2 separate regions of the Mus musculus genome follow, and region 1 is linked to region 2. Evidence: chromatin contacts called from public promoter capture Hi-C data. All regions are on one chromosome and are shown on one strand. Each heading gives the region's core, a stretch centred on a gene start, on an enhancer-like site or on the middle of the called end of the contact. The rest is flanking DNA. Distances are from core to core; before and after follow the strand shown. Region 1 holds the start of Gstm1 (glutathione S-transferase, mu 1). Region 2 holds the start of Gstm5 (glutathione S-transferase, mu 5).

What was found. Promoter capture Hi-C pulls out the DNA fragments that hold promoters and counts their contacts.
Region 1: a contact with region 2 is called in a promoter capture Hi-C map of the HPC-7 cell line. The contact joins the promoter of Gstm1 here to the promoter of Gstm5 in region 2. A contact is called at or near these places in 10 of 39 promoter capture datasets (the 3T3-L1 cell line, the HPC-7 cell line, cranial neural crest and 6 more), 1 of 15 datasets of contacts at CTCF or cohesin (the NIH/3T3 cell line), 6 of 484 Hi-C or Micro-C datasets (cerebral cortex, extraembryonic endoderm stem cells, muscle stem cells and 2 more), 5 of 115 datasets of contacts at active chromatin or transcription factors (astrocytes, bone marrow-derived macrophages, embryonic forebrain and 2 more) and 4 of 9 other capture datasets (adipose tissue, embryonic stem cells, liver and 1 more).

What each region holds. Positions count from the first base shown.
Region 1 is chr3:108,014,951-108,021,287 of GRCm38.p6, reverse strand. It overlaps Gstm1 (glutathione S-transferase, mu 1), which reads left to right and starts at 3,315. Exons shown (of 8, transcript NM_010358.5): 1 at 3,315-3,548; 2 at 3,862-3,937; 3 at 4,340-4,404; 4 at 4,688-4,769; 5 at 4,860-4,960; 6 at 6,248-6,337. The coding sequence starts at 3,513. It also overlaps the pseudogene Gm12502.
Region 2 is chr3:107,892,843-107,899,650 of GRCm38.p6, reverse strand. Gstm5 (glutathione S-transferase, mu 5) reads right to left here and starts at 3,797. Exons shown (of 8, transcript NM_010360.2): 1 at 3,653-3,797; 2 at 3,278-3,353; 3 at 2,961-3,025; 4 at 2,282-2,363; 5 at 2,089-2,189; 6 at 1,589-1,684; 7 at 1,375-1,485; 8 at 966-1,200. The coding sequence starts at 3,697. The coding sequence ends at 1,102. It overlaps 4933431E20Rik (RIKEN cDNA 4933431E20 gene), which reads left to right and starts at 3,438. Exons shown (of 3, transcript NR_015459.1): 1 at 3,438-4,008; 2 at 5,423-5,600; 3 at 6,144-6,808. Eps8l3 (EPS8-like 3) reads right to left here. Exons shown (of 19, transcript NM_133867.2): 19 at 6,751-6,808.

The sequences.
Region 1 (6,337 bases), core at 2,066-4,565, 120 kb before region 2:
GTCCTGGAACTCACTTTGTAGACCAGGCTGGCCTCGAACTCAGAAATCCGCTTGCCTCTGCCTCCCGAGTGCTGGGATTAAAGGTGTGTACCACCACCCTGATCGCTGGCCGGTCCGAGTCGCCCTGTGACTGCTCTGTTTACCTCTAGACCTGAGTGCAAAGATGGTGGCAGCAGGGCTAAGGACCTGGCATTCCCTTCCCAGGCTGGTGGCAGGTGAGTGTGGTCCGGAGCTAAGTGAGGTAGGCCAGGCTCTTCCAACCTCATCTGATGGCTTCTGGCCACAGCAAGTGTTGGGTGGTGATGGGCAACAGGGGAGTTGAGGAGGGGAAAGCAGTACCCCTTGATAAAGGTGGGGACACGGGAAGCCCCGAATTCCTCACCCATGGCCAATTTCAGAGGGAGGGGAGGGTTACAATCTAAGCTTTGGCCAAGGGTGGGAGTGGAAGAGTGGGGACCATGGCTTGGATGGGGCATCACTTAAGACTGAAGAAAGCAGGGGTGCAGCCAAAGCGCCCCAAGCCCAGCAGTAGTCAGTCCCACAACTGCTACTTGAAGCCTTCCCATCTATTCTAAGGGCCACCACACAGCCGTGGCAGAGGGCGGGGAGGGCAAAGGCAGACTCAGGCCAAGGGCCAGCAGCAGGTGATTGTGTGACGTGTCTGTTCACAGTTGTGTTAGCTGTGCCCACCGCTCCCACAGGAAACCGATTTCAACACCTTCTTGATCCCAGACGTTCAACCAGGCAGACAGCGGTTACACTTGACAGTTGATGTTACACAGCACAACTTAGGTATTTCAAATGGACGAGAAGTTAGTATCAGAACAGTGCCTCAGGATGAAGGCTGAGTGGAGCTTCCTCTCCAGTACTTTGAGGTCTACAGATGTATCTAGAAAATTCACTACTGTGGAAAATGAAGACTTGGGTTGGATGGGGAGGGGAGGCCGGGGCCTTGGTGACTAATTGCTGTAACGCTGTCCTTCCGGTGGCTGTGGCAGCTTCATGTTCTCTTTTGGCATCATCAGGCGCCGCAGTTCCTGCAGGATGACTTTGATGCTGTGGGAGTTCTGCCACTTTGCCAGCACTGCCGTGGCTCTCGGATCCACCACTCCATTCGAACTGCTCACGCCGCTCATATTGACTCTTGTTACAAATTTTACAGACAGGGGTGCCTCTGGGTACTTAGGCCCACACTCTATCTTAAGGCTGTATATTCGGTTTTCATAGATTGTTCGTGGAGGCCCAATTATCATGCCTGTCCATCTTGTAAGTGTCATGCCCTCGTCGTCCTCCAGACCCCAGCTAACTGTGCCATCGCCTACTCCTTTCTGTCCTTCTTCCAATTCTTCTAACAGTCAGAAATTTTGAGGGACTTTTACTCCCGAGCCTGTGGTGGCTGACATCTTGCGCCGCTGTCACTCGAAGGCCGGCCCCTTCTTCACCCCCACCCCGAGTTTTAAAATTTTTAAAGCCATTATTTATAGAATTCTGTGGTTTTGCATGGACCATGTTGAATGTCACCCATTGGCCTGGAAGAAATTACGGAATCCATCTCAGATGTCACTCTATAGGTTATAAGCCAAATTTCCTCCAGCACATTTAGATTTTTTTCCTGTACAGTGTCCTTTTAAGACACTAGGGCTGGCTGCACTGTGAACTTGTGACAGTGCACAGAGACACCCAGAGGATCAGTGACCAACGCTGGGATTAAATTCTCCAAGACAGCACTGGCTGTGACTCCTAGCTTCAGATCTCTCCACGTCTCCAGTCCCCACAGTTCCCTGCTGCCTTTCAGGGACCTTTCTCATTCAAAGGGACAATGATCTCGGACTCTGGGGACCCTGCATTGAGAACTTGCTGTCCTAGCCCTTATCCCTGTCTGCAGATAGATTCTGTCCTCTGAAGGGCTCCAGGGCTCTGGCTCCCTTCCCAGGCCCTCTGAGTCCTTGTCCTAGACAGTATGGATTCCTTCTGCTTTCTTCCACTCCTCCTTCTCTACTTCCCACAGTGTGTGACAATCTGCTGAAGTGCCTCATTCATACTTGCAAAATATGTCCCTGTAGTTCCCACCAAACTGCTGCTAAAGCCCCAGTGACATGGTCACTTTTCGTGCATCCTCACCAAGACCTGCAGAACATGTGGTTTCTTTAATGTCCTAGGATGAGATGGCCTCTGCTTGCCCCCTGCAACCTCACTGCACAGCTCCTATGTGGGTGACATGATATGTTGCCTTCATACCCCGTAGTCCCAGTAAAGGATGATTTAATCCCAAAATGTACGTCCTGCAGAGCAACAGCCTTGGCCTTTGACTTGTAAACTCATTTTAGTCTCCCCTTCCATCAAGCCTCTTGGTTGTCTGCAAAAAAGAAAGTAAACAGGTAGGACAGTGTTCTTGGGAGGACATTGACCTTGTGAAGGTAATACTACAGGGCATATACTACTTGTGAAGGATATACTACTATATATCTCAGGGTAACCTGAAAGGTCATTTGAGCCACCCTGTCATATACAAACGCATGTCCGGAGCCTGGGCCAGGTCCTGCATTTAGGGACAGCTGAGGGTCTTGCTTTGGGCTCCCATGTGTACAGCATCCTGGTATCCCTTGAAAGCAAACTTCTTGGGTCACATGCTCTCCCTCTCTATGGCACAACCCAGCGTGGGCTCTTTTTCTCCCTTGTGCTCTGCTGGGTTTTGTCAGCTGACTGTTGTCCACAGCTGTGGCTTCCCTCAAACTTCCGGCCCCTCTGTGGTTGGTACTTGAATTTAGATTCATAAACACGGCCAAAATACAGATTAGTTTTTTAATAACTGATAACAGTTCTCAAACCCCCTAAAGGAAAATACGGAGCCCTGTTTATCTCTGCCTTGGGGTTGTTTCCATGTCACCGACTGTTCCTGTAACTTGAGGCTGTGTGCGCAAAAATCCGGTACCTGTCAGACTGACAGAGTTCTTTCCATGACGATAAGTGCTACATTAAACTCTCAGGTCGGGGGCTCTCGCCTTTTTGTCTTTAAGCTGAGAGTTGAGCCTCCCCAATGACAGATTCCCACAGTCTGGGTGTGAAAACCGAGCTCTGCAAAAGAAAGGAAGGCGGGAGAACACCCACCCAATGTTCTTTCGCTGTCTGGCCAGACTCCAGGCAAAGTGCTAGCTAGTCTAGGGAGCATCCAGCAGGCGGCGATGGCGGCAGTCGCTAAGAGGGTTTCGGGGGAAGCAGGAGAGCAGATTCTGTTTCAGCGTGTGCAAAACAGAATCCCGGGACAGAGGCCGCTAAGGATCTTAACCCCGCCTCTCCCGGAGAGGGTGTGGCCTCTGCCTTCCGCTTTAGGGTCTGCTGCTCTGGTTACAGACCTAGGAAGGGGAGTGCCTAATTGGGATTGGTGCAGGGTTGGGAGGGACCCGCTGTTTTGTCCTGCCCACGTTTCTCTAGTAGTCTGTATAAAGTCACAACTCCAAACACACAGGTCAGTCCTGCTGAAGCCAGTTTGAGAAGACCACAGCACCAGCACCATGCCTATGATACTGGGATACTGGAACGTCCGCGGAGTGAGAGAGGGGTCCACTTGGAGGGTGGGACTGGGATGTGAAGCAGAAAGTTCTTAAGAGCAGGAGCCCTTCCTACAGCGGGTACTCTTCAGCTCTCACTGGAATCTCCTGCCTGTAGCTCTCAGCGCTCAGTTTACGCACTTGGGTGGCTGTGTGTGTGTGCGTGCGCGCGCGCGTATGTGTGTGGTGTGCACATGCACGTGCGGGGTGACGGCGTTTGTGCAGTGTGGGAGGTCTCAACGGGTGAAGATGAAGTCATACAAAGAAGTCCCCACAATGTCTGACCTCTGTCTCTTCTGGTCATCTCTCCCAGCTGACACACCCGATCCGCATGCTCCTGGAATACACAGACTCAAGCTATGATGAGAAGAGATACACCATGGGTGACGGTAATGCCACCTTCCTGGTCAGACACCTGCTTCCCTCTTACCTATCAAACTATGCCTAGATTTCCCGTTATTTAGCCCTGCTGGTCTCCCTCTAGCTAAAGATAGAGGCTGCTGCTTCCAGAAACCTCTTTGAGAGTGCAGTTTGATTTTCCAATATAGATCATGGAGAATGGAGTTCCTTGGTCCATTTGTATTTATAATTCGACAGAATTCACTACTGGGGTCTTATTGGGTCCAGGCTGCCTTTATTATCAGTTGTTATTCAGACCCTTCTCCACATTGGAAAGTAACTCTCTGTAACAGGTTGCAGAGGCCCTGCCTTAGGGGTTCTTGCTACTGGTCGATAATCTGTAGAAGGGTGGGACAGTGGGGTAATGCCTTTTCACATCTTCTTGTTTACAGCTCCCGACTTTGACAGAAGCCAGTGGCTGAATGAGAAGTTCAAGCTGGGCCTGGACTTTCCCAATGTAGGTGCAGGGGAGGAGAGGTTTGGGGAAGACACGGTGATCTCACCTCATCTCCTGGCCTGGCTGAGGGTTTAGGATCAGTGTTTCTGCTCTCCTGCTCCATCCCTGCTGGCTGCACAGTGTTCTGTGATGGGCTGTGCCCCAGCTCTCTCATTCAGTGCACACTGTGCCCATGGAGGGCTTCCCATGGCAGGCACACTGTCAGGCCCTGTGTCTTCTCTCACCCAGAGAAAGGATTCAGGTACCCCATATCCCATCTGACCCTCCCTGCTTGTCCATCCAGCTGCCTTACTTGATCGATGGATCACACAAGATCACCCAGAGCAATGCCATCCTGCGCTACCTTGCCCGAAAGCACCACCTGGGTGAGTGGGGCTGGCCACAGGGTGGGAGATGGGGGATAATCTCCTCGGCTTGGCAAGGTTGGGATGCCTAGTGTACTGTGTGTGCTGCAGATGGAGAGACAGAGGAGGAGAGGATCCGTGCAGACATTGTGGAGAACCAGGTCATGGACACCCGCATGCAGCTCATCATGCTCTGTTACAACCCTGACTTTGTGAGTGGCCAGTGGGTGCGGCAGACAGGGTTCACAGCAGGAGTTAAAGTCTCACGTTCAGATCTGTAGCATCCTCCTTTGGTAATGATTCTCTAAGCTTTCTGATCTTACCAGCAGGATGACCCTTGTCACCCCTGAGATCTATCACATCAACACAGTGAAACTATCCCTGCTGGTCTTAGGATATGGTTAAGGTTCTGCTGGTGGACAGTTGATCTAAGTTATTCAGTACAGCTGTAAATCTCTGCTAAATCTGTCCATTGGTCTCTTCCAATGTGCCGTCTTACCCAGTGTTTATACCAAAAGCCCCCAGGATGAAATTAGGGGATGTGGAGTAAAAGTGCTTGCTACATAACATGAAGGCTTCAATATGAACTCTTAGCACCCTATAACACCCCCCCACACACACACACACCCAGTGTGGCAGCCTGGTCTTATAAATATAGTGCTCTGGGAGGAGAGGAGGGCTTCTTGGGTTTTGCTGACCACTGAGGCTAGTTGTTCTTTGAGCTCTAGATTTACTAAGAAACCCTGTCTCAGAAATAAGGTGCACAGTGATTGAGAAAGACACTTGGCATCAACATTGGACCCCCATGCACCAACAGGCACCAGTATACTCCCTAAGTGATAAGGAAGCAGATGTCTGACCAGGAAGGTGGCATTACCATCGCCCATGGTGTATCTCTTCTCCTCATAGCTTGAGTCTGTGTATTCCAGACTCAAGTAAGTAAATAAGTTATGTCTACACTGGTCTCACACATCTACCCAGTTCTTTCCCCACAGGTCTGTCTTAGGTACCAATAGAAAAGCAGGACATCTTCCTAGTAGCCAGCTCAGGGTCAGCCAGAGGAACTTTGAGTCCTTTTCCTTTCGGTATTAATCACTGATTAAAACTGAAGCACATCCTTCAAATATCTGATCTGTTCTCCTGCTCCCCGGTGGATCCAGTATAACTGTCTTCTCCTGGTGTCTCTGTGCCCTTTGTTTCTGTAGTTCCGCTGGGTCTCTGAGGCCAAAGCATGCTAGATACTCAGGAGGTTCTGGGTGTGACTCACAGCACCTGGTTTGGACTTCAGTGGTGACAGATTTCAGAGACAGTGTGAAATTTCTGCCAGGCTGTCCATCACCTCTGGCATGAATTCTGTCATTAGTAAAATCGTGACCTGTTAAATGGACTCCTAGACTAGGACCTGGCCCTTTCTTGGAAAGGTGGCTGTTCCATTGCCAAACCCTTTGCTGGGGAGCCTGAGTCTAAAGGTGGTGACAGCCAGCTGTTCTCTGCCTCAGGAGAAGCAGAAGCCAGAGTTCTTGAAGACCATCCCTGAGAAAATGAAGCTCTACTCTGAGTTCCTGGGCAAGAGGCCATGGTTTGCAGGG
Region 2 (6,808 bases), core at 2,548-5,047:
GGGATCTTGATCCTCACTGCACGTTGATGATGTCTTCAGATGAAGCCATGTTGGTTCATACAGCTTATTCTGTGTGTGCCCTCAACTGCACACTGTGCGTCCACCTGTACACCCATGTGCGTGTTCACATCCACACGGAAGCTGGAGGACAACCTCAGGGGTCATGCCTCCCTCCATCCCCAGCCTCTCCATCTGGACAGGGTGTCTTACTGGCCAGAAACTATTTGGCTAGATGTTGGGCAGTGCACCTCCAGGAACCTGCTTGTCCCCGCCTCCCTAACACTGGCATTCTGAATGTGTGTCTCCACAATCACCATGCACTCACATCATTTCGTGCCCTTCCTGCCATGATATTCCCTAGCTTTTATTCAGCATCTACTTGTTCTTATATGAAACCACAATTTACCTTCTTGGGTGCACGTGGTTTTAGTACACTAACATAGGAAGAGTGGCTGGGCCACGGGATATGATTTGAATTTTAAAAGTGAGATTATTCCCTCAGGGACCTGTATCAGTCTTCAGGGTCGCCAGCAGGTGTACCTTGCCTAGCATGAGGTACAGGGCTCTCTAAGTTTTAATTAGTAACCAACTGTTTCAACTTACTGACAAGCCGGCCAGTTTGAAATGCCACCTTTACCACATTAAGCTCTCTGCCCTGCTCAACACGGGTCGTTGGTAAGCTCCAGTTCTGTTGCATTCGTCAGCACTACGCAGTTTTGCTTGGCTTTCTTCATGGCTTCACAGAGGTTCCACGTCTGTTCAAAAGCACCTGCCACCCAAAATGGGCAATACCTCTCCTTCCAGTGCCCGCTCAGGCTCGGGGAGGACTTCAAGCCCTGGAACTCGGCCGAGGAGTAAAGAGTAAAGAATGTCCACGCAGTTACGCATGGATTCACAGCTCTTTCTCTCAACATCTCCTCATTCTTCTTTGGCCTTTACGCCAAGAAATCCATCTAGACACCAGTTAATGCAACTGCTGTTTATTAGAAAGAGCAGAGGAGACAGAGTGGGGGCCCTCAGGACAGGATGGAACAAGACTGACAGTGAGCTAAGAGTGTGGGCCCCTCAGGGCAAGATGGCTCAGCAGCAGCGAGCTCTGGCTCAGCATAAGCACTTGTTACCCCACTTGGCCATCTTGTTATTGATTGGCATCTTGAAGAAGCGGTCAGACTGCAGGAATGCAGCAATCTTCTCCAAAGCCTGAAGAAAAAGCATACCAGGTCTTATTAGGACCCTGACCCAGCCCAGCAGACTCACAGCAAACATGCTGTCTGACTCCACTGATCTCTGCTGCTGTTGGGCAAGCACAATGGGGCCTACAGGCCATAGGGGAGCCTGTGCATAGTGCTTTGAGAAAGGGGTAGTGAACATCACCTCAAAACGGCACATGAAAGCCTTCAGGTTTGGGAACTCATCCAGACACTTGGGCTCAAATATACGGTTCTGATCCAAGACATCATAGGTGAGAAAATCCACAAAGGTCAGCTAGAAAGAATGAGGACAATGAAGTGTCATGCCTAAGGAACTCACCAATACCTGCAGAGATAGACAGGCAGGCAGGCAGCCTCTCCCTGTGCCTTCTCCCTACCTTTTCTCCTGCAAACCATGTGAATTTCCCCAGGAACAATGAGAATTGTTTCAGCTGTGCAGGTAGCTGTTCCAAGTACTGAGGCTTCAGGTTTTCCTAGGAAAGAAAAGCAATAGCTATTGTTGGGTCAACACATGGCTCAATGGGGGTGAATAGAGTTTGATTCCCAGGTCCCACATTAATGTAGAAGTCTTTGGACTTCTACACACACTGGCCCCTTCCCCCAATAGCTATAGTCAGGGCCTGGACCAGTGATGGACACACTCTAGGCAGCTTCTTTCTGCCTTTAATTGGAGAAGGCAGGATGGAGAGCTGGGGCTTTGGAAAGGAGGAGGAGCTAACACCAGACTTACAGGACAAACCACACCAAAAAATAGAGTCTGTTTCTAATCCTTCCAGTTTGGGTTGATAGAAAGATGGCAACCATAGAAGCGAGCAGAATAATCCTTAGCACTTTGGCCTGAAACCCAACAAAGGTGATTCCAGATGAGGAAACTTACGTGGTTAGAATTGTAGCAGAGGCGAACCAGCTGCATGCGGAAGTCCATGATCTGGTTCTCCATGATGTCTACTCGTATCTTTTCTTCTTCAGTGTCACCACCTGCAGCCAGATGGCAACAAATCACCCTCAGGATTGCCAACCTCCAGGTGAGCCAACTGCCTCCTCCCTCCTATCCCCTTCAGCCCACTCACACATGTTGTGCTTGCGTGCGATGTATCTCAGGATGGCGTTACTCTGGGTGATCTTGTTCTTCCCGTCCATGAGGTAGGGCAGCTAGAAGGGGAAAGTTAATGTGAACCTAGTCCTCCAGGACCGCCACTCCTCTGGAAAAGAGAAGACTTGCAAGGTGTGTGAGAGTAGAAGCCAGGAGAAATAACTAAATAAATAGAAAGTAGCACTGGGTCCTCACCTGACTCTAGACAAGGGTGCTTAATCCTGTGTGTCACTGTGAATGTATGTGTGGCATATAGACGTTTAAAAAGCAAAATGTAAATATTTTATACCTTAAAGTATGTAAAAGTAGGGTGATTATGGATACATTTAAAAAAAAAATAGGTGTTTTAACAACCAGGACACATGAGGATACATTTAGGATACCATGAAAATACCTGGAATCTATCAGTGATAAAGTCACAGACCTGGCTATCAACTCATGTCTCTTATAGCCTGCCTTTAAGAGGAGAATATTAGTGTTTCTCAGACGTTAGTAGGAAATAAAATGTTATTCTCAGTTCTGTTCAATGACCCTTGAATTCTATCCATTCTATAAACGTGAAGAGTCTCTATCTAGATGCTCCCAAGCCAGAGATGAAGTGAAAACAGATACACTTGAAGGCCTTCCCTTCTGCCCACTCCTCCAAAACCACCTACGTTAGGAAAGTCCAGATCTAGCTTGAATTTCACGTCCAGCCATTGGCTTCTATCATAGTCAGGAGCTGTAAGAGAGAAGTGGGACCCAAGCCCGTTACCGACCTAGCTGAGACTTAGACCTGTTATCTCAAGTTCCCAATCCCCAAAAACTAACCCTTGAGTTTCTGCAAAGATGGGCCTGAACAGCAAGAGATAACTCTATGGGCCTCTCTTGGCAAAGTTCCCAGCTTACAGGAGCAGGGGGTCCCACACCATCTTGGTGTGGTACAACCCTCTGGGTAAAAAACAACTGTAGCGCACCCACAGACATTCATTACCTTCCCCACAGATGTACCGTTTCTCCTCATAGCTGGTATCAGTAAACTCCAGAAGCATGCGGATAGCATGAGCCAGCTAAAAGCAGGGGATGGAGAAAGACCCCGGTCAGCGCGCCTGCGCAGTGCCCACTTGCTCGCAGGCCCCCTCCGTCAATGTCCCCAACCCAACGCTGCCAAGCTCCTGCGTCCTGTCCAGGGAAATTGTCCTTAGGCAGCCCCTTCGCTCACGCCCGGGAACTTCCAGTACCTTATTCCTCTACCCACAGTCCTGGGGACCCCATAGGTAGGCTGGAGATCGGCCCACCGGCCCCTGACCCCCGCCCGGCCGCCTGCACCTCTCTGTCCCAGAGGCTGGGCTGGCGAGGGACCACTCACCCCGCGGATATCCCAGTAACCCAGAACCATAGACTTGGATGACATTTTGGGCGATCTTAGCCCCTTCGGGGATACAGCGATGGACTGTGGGCGGCTAACTTTATACTGGACGCTGTGGGCCGGGCTGACGCGACCGAACTGTCTCCTCCTCTCTCGCTCTATGCTCCACCCGCCCTCCGCGTGGTCAGTGGGCGGTGCGCAGGCGCAGCTGCTGCGGCTCCTGAAATCCTCCGGTGTGAACTTCTCCCAGGGCTGTTGATGCTTCATCTACTCTTCTGGCAGTGGGGGCCTGGACCTTAGTTACCCGGGAAGCGTGAGTCATGTTGCACAGTTGAGCTGGCACATAAAACTACGAGGTAGGAAACGATTCAGGTATAAGGTACTTTGGGGATAGAAACATTTTCTATGTAAGATACAAATGGCTCTGTGAAGACTGAGGGAGGCTGGGGACACTAAACAGGTCCACTGTGAAAAAGGATAGGTCATGCACATTGGAAATGCCTCAAAGGACACTCCAGGAAAGAGGAGGGTAGAGCAAACACCGAAAGGTGACAAATAGCTATGCAAGATAAACAGCAGGTGCTGTCGAGTTAGGCTGGTTTATGGGAGGAGTCAAAACATTAAGCATTTGGGGCAGGTTGCAAAGGGTATGGACAGCCAGACAGACAGAGGGTGTGAGTGTTTTCTCTCTGCTCTGTGGGGAGTGTATAGGATCTAGATCATAATGTTCACTAGCAGTATAATGCAAGACAGACATATGATTGTTTTTAAATGGTTTGCTTCTAGTTTTTTTTTTTTTAAGGAGGCAATGAATCCATAGTATACTTACGTAGCCCAATATATACTGTTTCAGAATGTAGTATGAAAATTATTGAGATGTCTTCTATTTTTTTGTTTTAGTACCTTACATTTAAAACACAACTCCACTAAGGGTAACCTCATCTTTTAAAAAAGATTTATTTATTCATTTTATATATGTGAGTATACTGTCGCTCTCTCTCTTCAGTCACACCAGAAGAGGGCATTGGATCCCACTATAGACTGTTGTGAGCCACCTTGTGGTTGCTGGGAATTGAACTCAGGACCTCTGGAAGAGCAGTTGGTGCTCTTAACTGCTGAGTCATCTCTCCAGCCCCAGGTAACCTCATTCTGATGCTCAGGATCCACAAGTTAGTCGGAAAATGATAAGCATATTGTGGAGTAAAACAGCACAAAAGGGGAAAGGCCCCTTGCGGGTGGGACCATCCCTGGGCTGGGTGTCTTGGGTTCTATAAGAGGGCAGGCTGAGCAAGCCAGGGGAAGCAAGCCAGTAAGGAACAGCCCTTCATGGCCTCTTCATCAGCTCCTGCTTCCTGACCTGCTTGAGTTCCAGTCCTGACTTCTTTCAGTGATGAACAGCAATGTGGAAATGTAAGCTGAATAAACCCTTTCCTCCCCAACTGCTTCTTGGTCATGATGTTTGTGCAGGAATAGAAATCCTGACTAAGACACCAGGCCTCCCGGAGCCCCAAGTCTGGGTGTGGGAAATTATGTCTCCCCGTTAGTTTAACTGACTCAAACTTCAGACTTTGTAAAAGGACATTTTTCTAAAATAAAGAAGAAATGGTACAGAGACATGTGACTGTATAATGCCTGGGTTGATTCCTCCCAAGAAAACAAAAGCCAGCAACAAATTAACTTGAGCCACGAGTCTAAAACTTCTAGAGTAGTCTAAGTATTCTACTTGTTTCATGATATATCCCAATTCAGGCTAAATAACTTTGTGATTAGGTGTTCTGCCCAGTTTATAGAACAAGGAATTGAAGCTTGGAGAAGATTGATGGACCACTCAAGTTCCCTGGATGGTCCAGGATGCAGACTGAGGATGGCCTAAAACATTAGTTTTGCTGGCTCCCTGTGCTTGGCTAACTTTAGAGCCTCTTACCTTGCCACAGTCTTTTCTATGAAGGTAGGTGAACACTGGGGTAGAGCACATTTTTTTTCCTAATCCTATAGATTTCCCCTGGTTTTCAGCTTTAAGATGGGCCAAGGCCAATGGGATAGTGGCTCCTTCCATTCGAAGACCTTAACTTTTCTGAATTGGCTACCTTGCCCCTAACAACTCTGAAGGCCTTTCCCTCCCTCTCCCCCCACCCCCTTCCTTTGAGGTAAAAGTTTTGCTTTCATACTCAGTGTTACTGAGGATTTTGTGAGGCCAGGAAGTTGAGAGTGAATGATAGAGTCCATCTGAAAATAAGGTATTTAGCTCGGGATGATGTTACAGTCTTGGATAAATTCAGCCAAAAGAGATTTCCTGGACAATCTTAAGAACCTGTTAGGGGCTCTTGAATCCATGAGAACAGCAAACCTTAACAACAGGGTATCTCAATTGAAGCATAGCTTCTCTTCCATGGAGAAGAATTCATTCCATGAGCTTTGAGCCGGAAGTAAACTATATACACCAATAGAGAGTACAAGCCATAGACAGCCCTAACTCTTCATTTAACCCTAGGACAGAGAGCCAAGGAGTGGACCAACATGCCTGAGTTTACACAGTGGACCTGAGGACCGTCACCTCCCAGTGCAATGTTCCTGTGTACTGCCACTGAAGAGACAGGTGGGAGGGAGCTCAAGGTTGACTTGCCTAACAACCATTGCTTGAAAGACAAAGCTCCCAAGGAGAGCACAAAATACCTCACTCGAGACTCCTCTGCATCACCAACCAGTGTGAAGAAAGCCTGCAGCTGTCAGCAGAGTATTCTTTGTCTCGGTGACACGCTGTGCCTACAGTTGGACTAGAAACTTTGGATTAGGGTGTGAGTCGTGCCCCATAGGACAGAGGTGGTGCATGTAGCCTCATTTTGGAGTTTATTTAGAGAGGAGAAAGAATGTACCATAGTCCCCAAAGGCTCTAGGTTACAGTGAATTCTCTTTAGTTCAGTTATAGTTTAGTTTAGCTTGGTTTGGTTAGCTGTGGTTCCGTTCTGTTCCGTTCTGTTCTGTTCGGTTCAGTTCGGTTCAGTTGCAGAGTTGTTGCTCTTTCATGCTTTGCATCCCAACTCCCTGCTCTCTCTTGGCTTTGGTTCCCATCAGGTCCAGAATAAATGGCAAGGAGAGGGTCATAGAACAAGTTAAACGATGCTTTTTATTGGCAGGATTGGGACTAAAGAGATCAGG